Linked DNA regions of Columba livia: region 1 is linked to region 2. A link is a contact called in public Hi-C data. All regions are on one chromosome and are shown on one strand. The core of a region is the stretch at or near the end of the contact, and the rest is flanking DNA. Distances in the headings are between cores, read along the strand shown. Region 1 holds the start of CDPF1 (cysteine rich DPF motif domain containing 1). Region 2 overlaps LOC110364023 (a long non-coding RNA gene).

What was found. Hi-C and Micro-C count contacts between places; a contact is called where the count stands out from the background.
Region 1: a Hi-C map of liver shows a contact between it and region 2, with 2.9 times the contacts expected there. The contact joins the promoter of CDPF1 here to the enhancer-like site in region 2. A contact is called at or near these places in 2 of 2 Hi-C or Micro-C datasets (crop and liver).

What each region holds. Positions count from the first base shown.
Region 1 is chr1:140,366,897-140,373,349 of bColLiv1.pat.W.v2, reverse strand. It overlaps CDPF1 (cysteine rich DPF motif domain containing 1), which reads left to right and starts at 3,670. Exons shown (of 4, transcript XM_065033456.1): 1 at 3,670-3,840. It overlaps PKDREJ (polycystin family receptor for egg jelly), which reads left to right. Exons shown (of 1, transcript XM_021297333.2): 1 at 1-2,408. The coding sequence ends at 2,312.
Region 2 is chr1:139,903,877-139,910,243 of bColLiv1.pat.W.v2, reverse strand. LOC110364023 (a long non-coding RNA gene) reads right to left here. Exons shown (of 3, transcript XR_010466753.1): 3 at 4,964-6,367. Among named protein-coding and RNA genes, the nearest start is that of WNT7B, 18 kb to the right of the region's middle. Within about 2 kb of position 1,518, at least 1 of the 3 cell types and tissues checked has an H3K27ac peak away from gene starts, as active enhancers do.

The DNA of each region.
Region 1 (6,453 bases), core at 2,421-4,920, 460 kb before region 2:
AGAATCCGCCAGGTTCCAGGGAGACAAGAAGCAAGGGAGGTCCCCAAAACTGCACAGTTTCTGAAAGAGATGCAAATGTTATTGGAACAGAGGAGCAGAAGATAACTGCGAATTCCCCCGCAATGGATAAGGCCTGCCAGAAAAGGCCATCATCAAATTCCACTGTTAGTGATTACACAGAAGAAGGGGACAACTTTCAGAAGGAAAGAAACCCATTAAGCATGCTCCTTCACAAGACTCAGCACATAGTTTTTTGTTGGTGGTGCGTCTATCTCTCGTGGGCACTGATTATAGCTGTAACTGGGGTGTCATCATTTTTCATTGTGTTATATGGTTTGTCTTATGGCTATCAGACTTCAATGGAGTGGCTTTTAGCATCTCTAATCTCCTTTATTGAGAATGTGTTTTTCATTTCAGTTATAAAAATCAGTTTTTTCTCAGCTTTGAGTACAATTCGCCCAAAAACCTGTGAAAACATCACATGGTTAACTCAGGAAAAGTATCTTGAGATTAAGTTGGCTAGACACCTTATGAGTGCTGATGAGATGAGACAAATGCACTTGAAACTTGATAAAGTCAGAGGCTCTAAGCATTATAAGCCTTTACAAGCTGATGAAATTGCAAACATGCTGAAAAAGGCAAAAATTAAAATCAAGGCATTTATTTTCACAAAAGATTTCATCAATCACCTTGTCTTTTTAACACTGCTATTAATTTTTGCCTATCCCATTGACAACACCAACTGTTTTCACTACACCCAATTCATCCGTAGCCAATTCTCTCCACAACTCTCCACTGTAGATAAGCTAGAACAGATCTATGTGTGGGTGAAAGACTCATTCTTGCCTTTGATCCACAATGACGTTCAGCCAACCTTTCTTCCCGAGAGCTGGTCCAAAATCATTGGTTTACCCAGGATGAGGCAAGTGCGGGCTAAAGGTACTAAGAAAAAATGTTTCCATCCTCACAGCTTTGTAAATAACTTTGTGATCAGTAAAAGCCACTGTCTTCACAAATACGGTAGGGACGTCACCGACAAAAGTAACTATGCTGGCACTTGGACAAAGGTTACCAACCAGACTGTTTCCAAGGATGCCAGCGGTTACGATGGGTTCATTTACCAGCAGAGCAAGACTGTATGGACGTATTATTCCTATGGACATTTGCACATATATGGACCAACAGGATACACATTTTACTTTTTTCCTGAAGAAGGAAGAGCTAATTCAACGACCAGGCTGGATGGCCTACAACAGAGCAACTGGCTTGATGAAAAGACATGGGCTGTGATTGTTGAACTAACTACATTTAACCCAGATGTAGATCTCTTTTGCACCATCTCGGTCATATTTGAAATGTCTCATTTTGGGATCATAAAACCAAGTTTGTCAGTACACTCTTTTGCAATCCCCATTTATCATCAGCTAACTGTAGGTCCAAAGTTTGTGTTTGCAATTTTGCTTACCTTTCTGATCGTTTACGTTGCAGATGAGCTTTACACGATAGGCCGAGAAAAAAAACATTATCTTAAAACCATTTCCAATATAATCAACTTTGGCTTAAAATCAGCATTCTTGCTCTTTATTTTATTAAAGATCATAAAGTTTAAGGCGGGAGCAGATGTAGTAAGGTTTTACTTAGCTCATCCATATGATTTTGCTCATTTTCATTCAATTTCTCTTTTAGATCAGATTTTAAGGATTACTATGGGCTTTTTAACGTTTTTTGCAGTTTTGAAAACTCTAAAATATTCTCGAGTCTTTTATGACGTGCGCCTGGCAGAAAGATCAATCTTGGCAGCCCTTCCCGGAATCTCCTCAATGGCCCTCGTGGTGGCAGTGTTCTTCTTTATATTTATGGCTTTTGGCTACCTTGTGTTTGGGCAGCATGAAAGGAATTACAGTAACATGATTCACTCAGCTCAGACTGTAGTCTCTTACTGTGTCTCAGCATTCAAAGAGACCTCATTTTCATCCAACAGGTTGCTGGGGGCTTTCTTCCTAGCCTCTTTCATGTTGGTGATGATCTGTGTCTTGATCAATCTCTTCCAAGCTCTTATTATGTCTGCCTATGGAGATATGAAACAACCTGTATATGAAGAACCATCTCATGAAGCACAAGCGGTTACTTTTATATTGCAAAAGCTCAGAAAGATACTTTATCTTTTGATCTGTAAAACATCCAAACCCCGTGAACCCGATTTTTTTCACAGTGTACTACTCTATGGGCAGCCTCGCAGAAAACATCAGCGACATTTAGGGCTCAAGAACAGAGAAATAAATGGAAAAAAAATGGTTTATCTTGTAATTTAAGCACAGAAAGACCTTGTATTCAAGACCGTCTTTACTCTTTAATACTTGCATTTCAAATAAATGTTCATAAATAAACTATTTACTTTTAAGATTCAACTAGTGATTGTGCTCAGCTTTTCGCCAGACTATTTTGCATCAATTTCTGTGGTACTTGGCTGTCTTGGTGTGGTGGGTTGACCCTGGCTGACAGGTAAGCCTCCACCTGGCTGCTTGTTCATTCCCCTCCCAGCAGCATGGGGAGATAATTGAAAGGCAAAAGCAAGAAAAAAGTTTGTGGGGTGAGATAAGGACAGTTTAACAAGTGAAGGGGGAGAAAACCCAAACCCACCAGCGACGCAAAGGCAGTCACACACCACCTGCAGACAGATGCCCAGCCAGACTCTGAGTAAAAGTTACTTTTCCAAAAAAAACTTTCCTTGCTCCATTTATTTTGCTGAGCACGACCTTGTGTCTCATGGTGTTACTAACTCCACACCAGCCAGAGCCGTCACATGTGGGAACCGGTGCCCTTTCCGCAGAGGTGACATACAAGGAGTTTGCTCAAGGAGTCTGAGCTGGACTCTTGCCTCTCACCAAGCACGGGCTAATCCAAGAGCGAAAATGGCCTGAGATCTCAAAATGCTGATAAATCCCTACTACTCAGAGTGTAAGGAACAAAAGAAATACAGGATGAGTCATCAGGGTGTGACCTGGTAATTAATAGTAAACCTTCACAACACTGCATTGCATTTGTATGCAGAAGACTTCGTTACAGTGTCATGTTGGAAGCGCTTCACTCTGGACTATAAAATCCCAGTTTATAGCTGGAGAGGATGAGGGTGGGGTAGACTTTTGTACCATAACACTGTACCTGCTCACTGGTCACTCTGTGACCTCCTCTTTAGGGCAGGCTGTCCCAGGCAACTGGGAAGACTAATCAGCTTGGTTGAAACCCCCGTCTGTCATTCATAAAGCTGGGGGCACCCTCCAGGCAGTTCGCTTTGAATACAAACAGACCACAAAATACATATATATATTTATATGTGTATATATGTATGTATATATAAAGTATTTATTTAATTATTTATTTATTGCATTTTGCATGCATTTCACGGCGCAATGAGGGTGTCGGGAGCATTAGTGCTGCTGACCCGGTGCCGTCCATCGGCCCTCAGTCACTCTTGGCTGCACAGGACACGACCTGCCGTTTCCAAACCCGAAACCCCTTCCTCCTCCTTGGACGACTCCTGGGGGGGTTTCGCGATCTGCCCGTCCCGCACCGCGATACGTGCCCGTGGGGGACGGTAACCGGCAGCTGCCCGCAGCAGCCGCGGTGCCTCCCGTCCTCAGCAAGGAGCCGACGCACCCGGGAGGAGGCGCCGTGCGGGGCCCGCGCAGGCGCACAGCGCCACCTGACCCGGCGCCCTGCGGCGCTGGGCCTTTGAGCAGGAGCGGCGCTGGGCCCTGACGCCTCAGCGGCGGCGCGGGAAGCAGGAAGCGGCCTTGGTGGCTCCGCCGCCTGTCGCCACGGGTGGCGGCGCCGGTCCCGGTGGGTGCCGCGCAGTTCGGGTGGGGAGAAACGGCGGTCTTGGCTCCGCGACTGGTGAGGGGCCTGGAGCACAAGTCTGATGAGGAGCAGCTGGGGGAACTGGGGCTGTTCAGCCTGGAGAAAAGGAGGCTGAGGGGAGACCTTGTCGCTGTCTACAACTACCTGAAAGGAGGTTGTAGCATGGAGGGTGTTGGTCTCTTCTCCCAAGTAGCAAGTGATAGGACAAGAGGAAATGTCCTCAAGTTGCTCCAGGGGAGGTTTAGATTGGATATTAGGAAAAAATTCTTCACAGAAAGGGTTGTCAGGCACTGGAACAGGCTGCCCAGGGAAGTGATGGAGTCACCATCCCTGGAGGTGTTTAAAAGGTGTATAGACAAGGTTCTTAGGAACATAGTTTAGTGCAAGAGTTAGGTTATGGTTGGACTCAATGATCCTGAGGGTCTTTTCCAACCAAAATGATTCTGTGCTGTTGCTGAACCCAGGCTGCGGTCTTGCTGCTCCCCGGGGAAGAGGCTGGGGAACCAGGCCCTTTTGGAAGCCAGGCCCCAGCGTAGAGGCTGCACAGGAAACCCAAATTGCCGTTAATACTATTATAAAAGGAATCAGTCTTGAACCTCTCTTCAGCAGGCTGCGTGTCTGAGGTCTGAAAACGTTTTTTTTTCTTTTTTCCTTACCAGGTGGGATCCCCCTCTGGAAGCGTGGTGGCCAGAACCCTCCCTGGGGTAGGAGATGGTGGGTAGAGGAGGCCTTGCTGCAGAGGTGGGAGAGCAGTGTCCAAATTCCCACTTCGCCCAGACCATGGAAGGTTTCAGATCCTCAGTTGCCACCTCTAGAGTGCCCAAGTCACTAGAGCATGAGTTACACTGAGAGGTGGTACCTTCCCCTTCAAACTGCAGGAGCAAATGTGAGGAGAGTCTAAGTTAAGAGATCCTGACCCACCAAAGAGCAGCCTGGTGACTGAAGTGGCTGCTTAACAGGAGCTGCTGATTCTGGATACAGATCCAAAGCTTGATTTGTAATTTTTATTTTTTTTTATTTCTTTTTTTTTTTTACAGAAGAGTTTTATATAAAGCGTATTCTTTGCTTAGTAGAATGTAGTCACCACAGATTGCTTTTTATGAGGAACTTTGGGAGTTGGAGCTGCAGGATGAGGCAGTCTTTAAGGGGACTGTGGAGAGGATTCCAGGGAAGCTCAGAGCTGTGCGAGGACACTGGTTTTGGACATACACAAAGAAGGAGCTTTAAGAAGCATGGGGAACTAAGGGGAAATCCTTATTTCCTGTGATATGTAGGCATTTCCAGTATGAGGTTGCACCTAAGCAAGGTGGTTTGGGATCACAGCTTTGGAATTATAGGACCATAGAGCTATTGAAACAATCAGGTACTCAACTTGCTTGAAAAATGAAAGGGAGGTAGGAAGTTTGCAAGATGCATGAGAGATGGGGTACCACAGTTTCTTTCTATATCTGCCCTGAGAACCCCGATAAATATATCTCATGGATGCTAGAAATCGTCTCTCTGCTTAAGGAGGGAGGTTAATCATGTGACTTTCCTTTACACATAATCTAGACTTGCTCGCTGACCTGTTACTTGTGTCTAAGGCACTGGGGCTAGTAGGAGAATCTTAATAAACACTGCAAAATGCAGCCAGTTGTGCCTTGGGGATGATGGACTTAATCTTTTGAGCTGGCTTCCATCTCTAGGCATCTGTGAGTCAAATAATTTGATTTATGTACTAGTAGTTATACTAATACTTGGGGGTTTGTATATTGGTTGTAGTGTTTTTTTCAGTTAGAACTTCTCCCCTTCTGTAATAATACCAATACACCACAGTAGAAGTACACAAGTGCAAAGATATCATATGCTGATTTATTCCCCGTAATTGGTATAGTTATAAGTTGCATTGATATTAGCCCTTTTTTGTCAGTATAATTAATTTTCCACAAAAATGTTGCACTACTTTAACTATATCCTTACCATTAAAATGTTATGTTTTATATAGACAAAATCTAAGACCTTCGTGCTCCAGGAGCCCATGTCAAAAATGTTGTTTTCCTTGTGCCTTAATTTATGATGTAAAGGAAGAAGTTTGCCAGGCAAAGTAGTGGTTATAATGAGAGCATTACTTCATATTTTGCCTCACTTTATGTTTTGCCTCAAATGGAGTCAAGATGTACATCTACAAATGCGACAAAGTTACATCAAGAACAGTGGGGGATCCCTGAAAGTATTATTCCTCACAGATGCAGGTTGCTTGGATGTGTTCTGACCAAAGAGGGGTTTTATTTGAGATAATGGTAGGAAAAGATTTGGATTCTGCTGTTAGCCTCCCTTGGAATGGGGATTTGCTCCCCAGGCTTGTTGATATGCTACACTTTCTAGCCTGTACATTGCCTTTGCACTGGCCTATTGGCTAAAGCAGTGCTTTTACTGGCACAAAAATCAATAAATCACAGAATCACAGCATGTTAAGGGTTGGAAGTGACCTCAAAAGATCATCTAGTCCAATCCCTGATCAAATCAAACAAGCTGTGAAGAGTGAGTTATCTATGCAATTGCAATGCTTTGTGGTTTTTTTTGCTCTAGGCCAGGATGAAGCAAGAGACAGTGAGT
Region 2 (6,367 bases), core at 269-2,768:
TTTTGCTCCGAGGCGGGAGCATGAAAAAAATAACCCCCACACAAAAACCACCTCGGTATCCTAAAATTTAATGGTGTTGTGTCTGAAACCCAGCTCTGCGCCTAGCTGGCAGAGTCCAGAGGCAATGGAACAGATGAAGCCCACGCGGGAAGCGAGGAAACCACGGCACGAAGAGGGGAGTGCCAGGAGCAGCAGCCGGGCCTCCCCGACGGCGGGGTCGGGCAGCGCTGCGGGATCGGGCCCGCACGCTGCGCTCCCTGCTCGTTACATTGGCAACAGAAACAGTTGAAAGAATTACCGCAAAACTAAAAATCAACACATTGTGGATACATCAGTAAAGGAAAGGAAAAAAAAAATAAGAAAAGGAAAAAAAAAAAGAAATCTTAGGACGGGTAGTCAGCAACACAGCAGATGTTCCTGATGACCGAACTGTCGCTCGGATGTTCCCCCACGAAGCTCCCACTGTGGAGGGAACAAACCTTTTATTATTTTTTTTTTTCCTGCAATGTCTCTTATCTTTTTTGCAGAAAGCAGCAATTCCGTATCTCTGCGCTAGGCCTTGTACAACATCCTGAACCAGCTCAGTGTCAAATAAAGTGTATGCCAAAGATTTAGATATTCTGATTGACATTCATTTTATGAAAAACTGCATCTTTAAATATAACAGGGACAAATTAGACCCGAGGTAATGCAAAGTCAGTAGCAGAAGCAGCTTTTCTAGCCAGGCATTGTCTTTATGTCTGGTTTATACAGTGCTTAGTAAAATGGATTAAACAGAACGATCCCTCGGTGAATCTAAGCAGTATGATAAACCACAGTGATAAAATCTGGCCGTACCATTCTCTACATAATACCTCCGGATTATTTTATAATGGCACATTCCCCGGTTATTACCTCTGATCATGACTAACGACCACGGGGTTGGCTGCCAGGATTAAAATGTACAATCTAATCCGGGGAAAGTTTTAAATCCCAGAACTGACCTTCCTCTTCACAAACAGTAAAAAATGCAGAGTTCAGGAGGTGTAGCGATAAACTCTCATTAAAAACTGTGACACGGGAGCAATGTCTCTATTTTTAAATAATCGGTGTGATTACTTTAAAATAATCAATATGATTTCATCAATCTTGTCTTTAAAATACACTTCGGAGGCCCTGAATATTATGTGTTCAATCACCTGGGAGGCAAAAGGCAGACCGGGGCACTCTGGCTGTTCGCATTTTGGCAGGTTTTTTTTTTAATATAAATAAGGCAGTACAAAACGAAAGGAGACCAGAAGCAGGGACAAGCGGCACGCAGACATCCTCGCCATTTTAAACAGCCACCACGAAGGCCCCGGTTCCTGCCCATTAAAAAAGGACAGTGGAGGATAGGATTGCATCAAATAGTAATAGAAGCATTAACTTGGGGGCCGAGTAAGCGCTCAGGGGACGACATCATCCCTCCGCGCTCCCTCCGGGCGCCTCCCCGCCCGCCTGGGGACCGGGGACCGCGGCCCGGCCCTGCCCCGGGCGCGCCCGAGAGGAGGGGGCCGCTCCTGCTTGCGGGTTTCCCCGCACAGGCTTGGCGATAGGAGACGGGGCGGGGGTATATCTCTGTTTAGGGTGGTGACACTGCTGTTGGGCTCCCAGAGCGGCAGTCGCAGCTCTGCGCCCCGCCGCACCGCACACGTTCAGCGAGAGCGCTGGGGTTCAGAGAGCCGAACAACTGAAAACAAAAAGGAATCGCAACCCCTTCGAGTCCGTATTCCCAGGGCCCTCCAAGAAAATCAACCAGTCAGCCAGCACCCCGCCCGACGGAGGGGGGGGGAACCGAAAATAAAGATGTCTGCGTGCTGCCCGTCGAGTCCTCCCCCCTCCCATAGCGAGGGGCCAGCGGGGCGACAAGCCTCCGCCTCGCAAGCCCGGCGTCCCGCTGGCCGGCACCTGGCGGGCCCTGTCGCCCTCCCGCGGCACCCGTGGGCCGGGACAGCCATCAGACTCCGCTCCCCGGCCCGGAGGAAAAGGGCGGGCTGGGAGCGGCCGCGTCCTGCCCCTGCGTGCGTGCGGCCGAGCAGGGGGAGACGGGGACATGTGGCTGCGGGCGGCTGCCGGGGGAGGGGGGAAGAGGAGAGCCGGGAACACCGAGGAAAGCCCAGCGCCGCAAAGGGCGGAGAGAGAAAATGGAGGGAGGCGGGAGCCGGGCCGTGTGCCATAGGGGCCGGGCAGAGCCGAGGCGGCTGCGCCAGCACTCGGCAGCGGCATGGCAGCGGGCGGGGCGGGCAGCTTCGTGGCGAGGGGAACGGCATGGAGTGGCGCAGCGTTTCTTTTCCGCCTCTGAAGGCGGAGCGGGGAGCCGGGCTGGCACCGGAGCGACCCCAGCTTCGTGCCAAGGAGCGAACGAGCGAGCCTGCCGCCGCACTGCCGGGAAACTACAACAACCGGGTCGTGCCGGGCCAGAGGGTGCCCGAGGGGGTCAGCGGCACGCCAGTGGCCACCCACTCGGCCGCCCCTCACGGAGGGCACCGAGCCAGCGGGCGGAGACCGTAAACAAGGCCCTTCCAGAACGTTCTTCCCGCGCTGAGTGACGGGCCGGCACAGCCTGCGGCGGGCGGAGAGCGCCCCCTGCTGCCGCCCGGGGAGCGCGCCGCCCCGCAGCCGGGAGTGACGAGACCCACGACCGCGACGAGCCCTCGGGGCACCGAGCGAGCAGGGGGCGATGGTTACAGTTGAAATGGGGGAAGAAAAATCTTTTAAAGCTGACTTGTCATCCTGCAATATGTGTTCCCCCCCCCCGTTTGTGTAGTTTTTGTCAGGATTTTGCCGAATTTATTTACAGCCGGAGCGTTTTAAGGCAAAAGTGCAGAGCTGCTGAGTAAAACTAAAAGTTGACTTAAATTCAGTTGATGAGCACAATACAGATTTTTTTTTTTTCATTCATTTAAAAAGTACATTCCTGTTTTAACACCACTTTGTGGTGGTTTATAGTTCCTTTAAACGTCTCCGAATATCAGATCACAAACACTGAAAATGTAAATCCGGCTTGTCTAATCCAGAGTTTAAAATATTCTTGTGATGTCACAAAATGAAGGCTTATAAAATATTTTCATTTAATTAGGAAGCACTAAGAGGATTTCTGTGAGGGAAAAAAGAAAGCGAGGAAGCTCAGTTTGAATTATTTATGCGCTGTGAACTATCATGATTGCTGCTGAAGCTTTTCAAGTACAAAAATGCAGGCTTTGCTTGCTTTTCATTTTTAGGCCCTAATTCTTTAATTATTCAGGCATGCAAATTCCTGTGAAAGGGGATTAATTATGCAGGTAATCAAGGTTTTATTCTAAGTTTACTTTTAAAAAGCAAAGATTTATCTGATACTACATACAGTGTTGCTGACACCGTGTTCATACCCTAAGGTACTGTTTTAAGGTATGATAATGTTTGGGGATTTTGTAGAAGTAAAAAGGTCTGGATGAATTCACACCTTGCCCAAACCAAGGAACGCAATCATCAGCAGGCACAACTCACTGGCCTGCAAGAGAGAGGGATGTTCTCCATCAGGATGAGTGCTCACAGTCCCCTTCCCATGATCAATGGGCTGAGGCAAATTGTATGAAGTACAACACGGTGAAGTGCTGGGTCCTGCACTTGGGTCACAACAACTCCAGGCAGCGCTACAGGTTCGGGGAAGAATGGCTGCCTGTTGGAAAAGGACCTGGGGATGTTGATTGACAGATGGGCGAACATGAGCCAGCAGTGCGCCTGGGTGGCCAAGAAGGCCAACAGCATCCTGGTTTGTATCAGGAATAGTGTGGCCAAGAGCACTAGGGGAGCGATTGTCCTCCCCTCACAGCACTGGTGAGGCCCTACCTCGAATCCTGTGTTCAGTTTTGGGCCCTTCAGTGCAGGAAAGACATTGAGGTGCTGGAGAGAGTGCAGAGGAGGGTGACAGAGCTGGTGAGGGGCCTGGAGCACAAGTCTGATGAGGAGCGTCTGAGGGAACTGGGGCTGCTTAGCCTGGAGAAAAGGATGATATTGCTGTCTACAGCTACCTGAAAGGAGGTTGTAGCTTGGAGGCTGTTGGACTCTTCTCCCAAGTAGCAAGTATAGGACAGGAGGAAATGGCCTCAAATTGCACCAGGGGAGGTTTAGACTGGATATTAGGAAACACGTATTCACAGAAAGGTTTGTCAAGCACTGGAACAGGCTGCCCAGGGAAGTGGTGGAGTCACCATCCCTGGAGGTGTTTAAAAGATTCATAGGTGAGGTTCTTAGGGACATGGTTTAGTGCCAGTGCTAGGTTAATGGTTGGATCCAATGATCTTGAGGGTCTTTTCCAACAAAAATGGTTCTATGATTCTATGATGTGTACAAAAAGATGTACTGCAGCTTTTGCGGTGAGGTCAAGAGGTCAGAGACTTTTCTGGATTGGGAAGAGTGGGCTCAGAGCTCACCTCAGTTCCACCATGTTGTAAAGCTGAGCTGGCCTCTGTCAGAGTTGCCACTCGGTGCCTTCAGGGGTCTGTCCCCTCCAGGAAGGTGCTGCTTTCATTACACAGTGTTGTGATTCTCTATTTAGCTGCCCTCTTTCCACTTAGTTCGCCAGGGCTCGGACATTTGCATGACATTGAGTATCTCGGTTTGGGTGCCACAACACACCATCTAGCAGTAGCAGTCCGTAACATGGCTGTAACACTCAACTTCTGTACCTAAATGCTGCACTGTATCATTTAATAAACAATACTTGCTGTCAGAAGTACCACAATATAGCACCAACAGCGAGCACTGTTTACATCTAAAAAACCCCCTGAAAACAGTGAGGCTCAGGGCAGGGAGTGATGGGGCCCTGTCAGGCTGCTGCCATCCCACCCCAGGCCGTATATCCAGCCATCTTGTTTCGAGGTGGCAGGCAGGTGGCCAGTGCCTGTTTTGGGGGTTGCTCACAAGCTGTTGATTCTTTGGTGCTTCTGGCTTTAAGGTACTGTGAGTTATAAACTCGGGATGTCTGGATTGGCCTGATTTGGGTACTGCTTAAACATGGGTCGCTTCAATCAGTTAAAGAAATAAAGCCATACCCTACAAAACACCTTTTTGGAGTTGGAGAAAGTGAGTTGTTGTATGCCTCTGTCAAAAGAGCTGGATCTGAAGAGTTAAGGAGTAACGTTACTTTATGCATGCTCCGAGGAGAAGAAAATCAGGTTTATTTTAAATGCCAGAGGATTATTTTAAGGTGTTAGAACAAGAGCTAGAGGTCTGTGGAATGGGCAGCCCGAGTCCTTTGGCGGCCTTGTGGCTTTTTCATCTTCCCCCCCATCCGGAATTCCCACTCCAATTGTTTGCCTCTGGGCAGCAGGGAGGGATCCGCGCCATTAGAAAAGCTATTTCATTTCAGACTGACAAAAATATGCTACAGCATCTGTCTCATGCACATACGGCAACTAACAAAATCTTTTAGCTTCTTCCTACCAAAGCGGCTTCCTCAAGCCTCCCTCAACAGCCACTCCTTACAGCAGGAAACAGAAAACTCAAGCCCTAACCACCTTTCCCCCACCAACTAATCTGCTGGCAGATACTCAAAAGGAGAAATGGACCCCCTACTTTCATTGAAGTTTTGTCTTTTTAACTCACTGACAAGACTGGTGATTAAGCAGCATTTACAGTGTGGCAGTTCTGACAATGCTAGCGGGAAAAGACAGCATGGGGGATACCACTACAGCAGGGGAAAAGTCTACACCAGTCCCATCCAGTTAGATGAACATCATAATGCAATTAATTCTGTATAAAATGTTACAGAAAGGTATAGTAAATACACATTTACTATTTACAAATAGTAAATAGCCACCTCAAAGAACAGAAATAGTAGTGCTCATAATAATCAGGATTAGCATTAGTCTTGGCAGTGTTTTTCAGCCAGCTTGAAGGAAGACTTCCTGTGATCAACAGAACATCCAAGTTCAAGCTCATTCTTTGTTCTGAAGATGACTTCTGCAATCTGAGGAAAAACTGCTTAGAAAAGGAACATGATTAAAAGAAATCATGACTAGAGAACCTGCATGCTTGCATCTTCTGGTGACATTTACTTGAGACAGGAAAGGAGGGGAGAAAGAAAGAGAGGAATTAAGCTCATAAAAAGATCTGATTCACCCCCTTATTTTGTCAAAACGTGACGAAACATGAAGAAGAAAAAAGCCCATCATAAAAATGCACACAAAGGAGAAAACCATTAGCACTTAATAATGGAATTAGGACATTCTATTTACTTCACTGTAAAAATAAGGTATGATATATTGTTCTGCTTTTAGGACAGTTTACAGAATGCCCACACCCAGGACTCGCAAGCCATAGGGTTGCATGCTGTGCTGTAGTTACATCAACATAGCCATCATGGGGC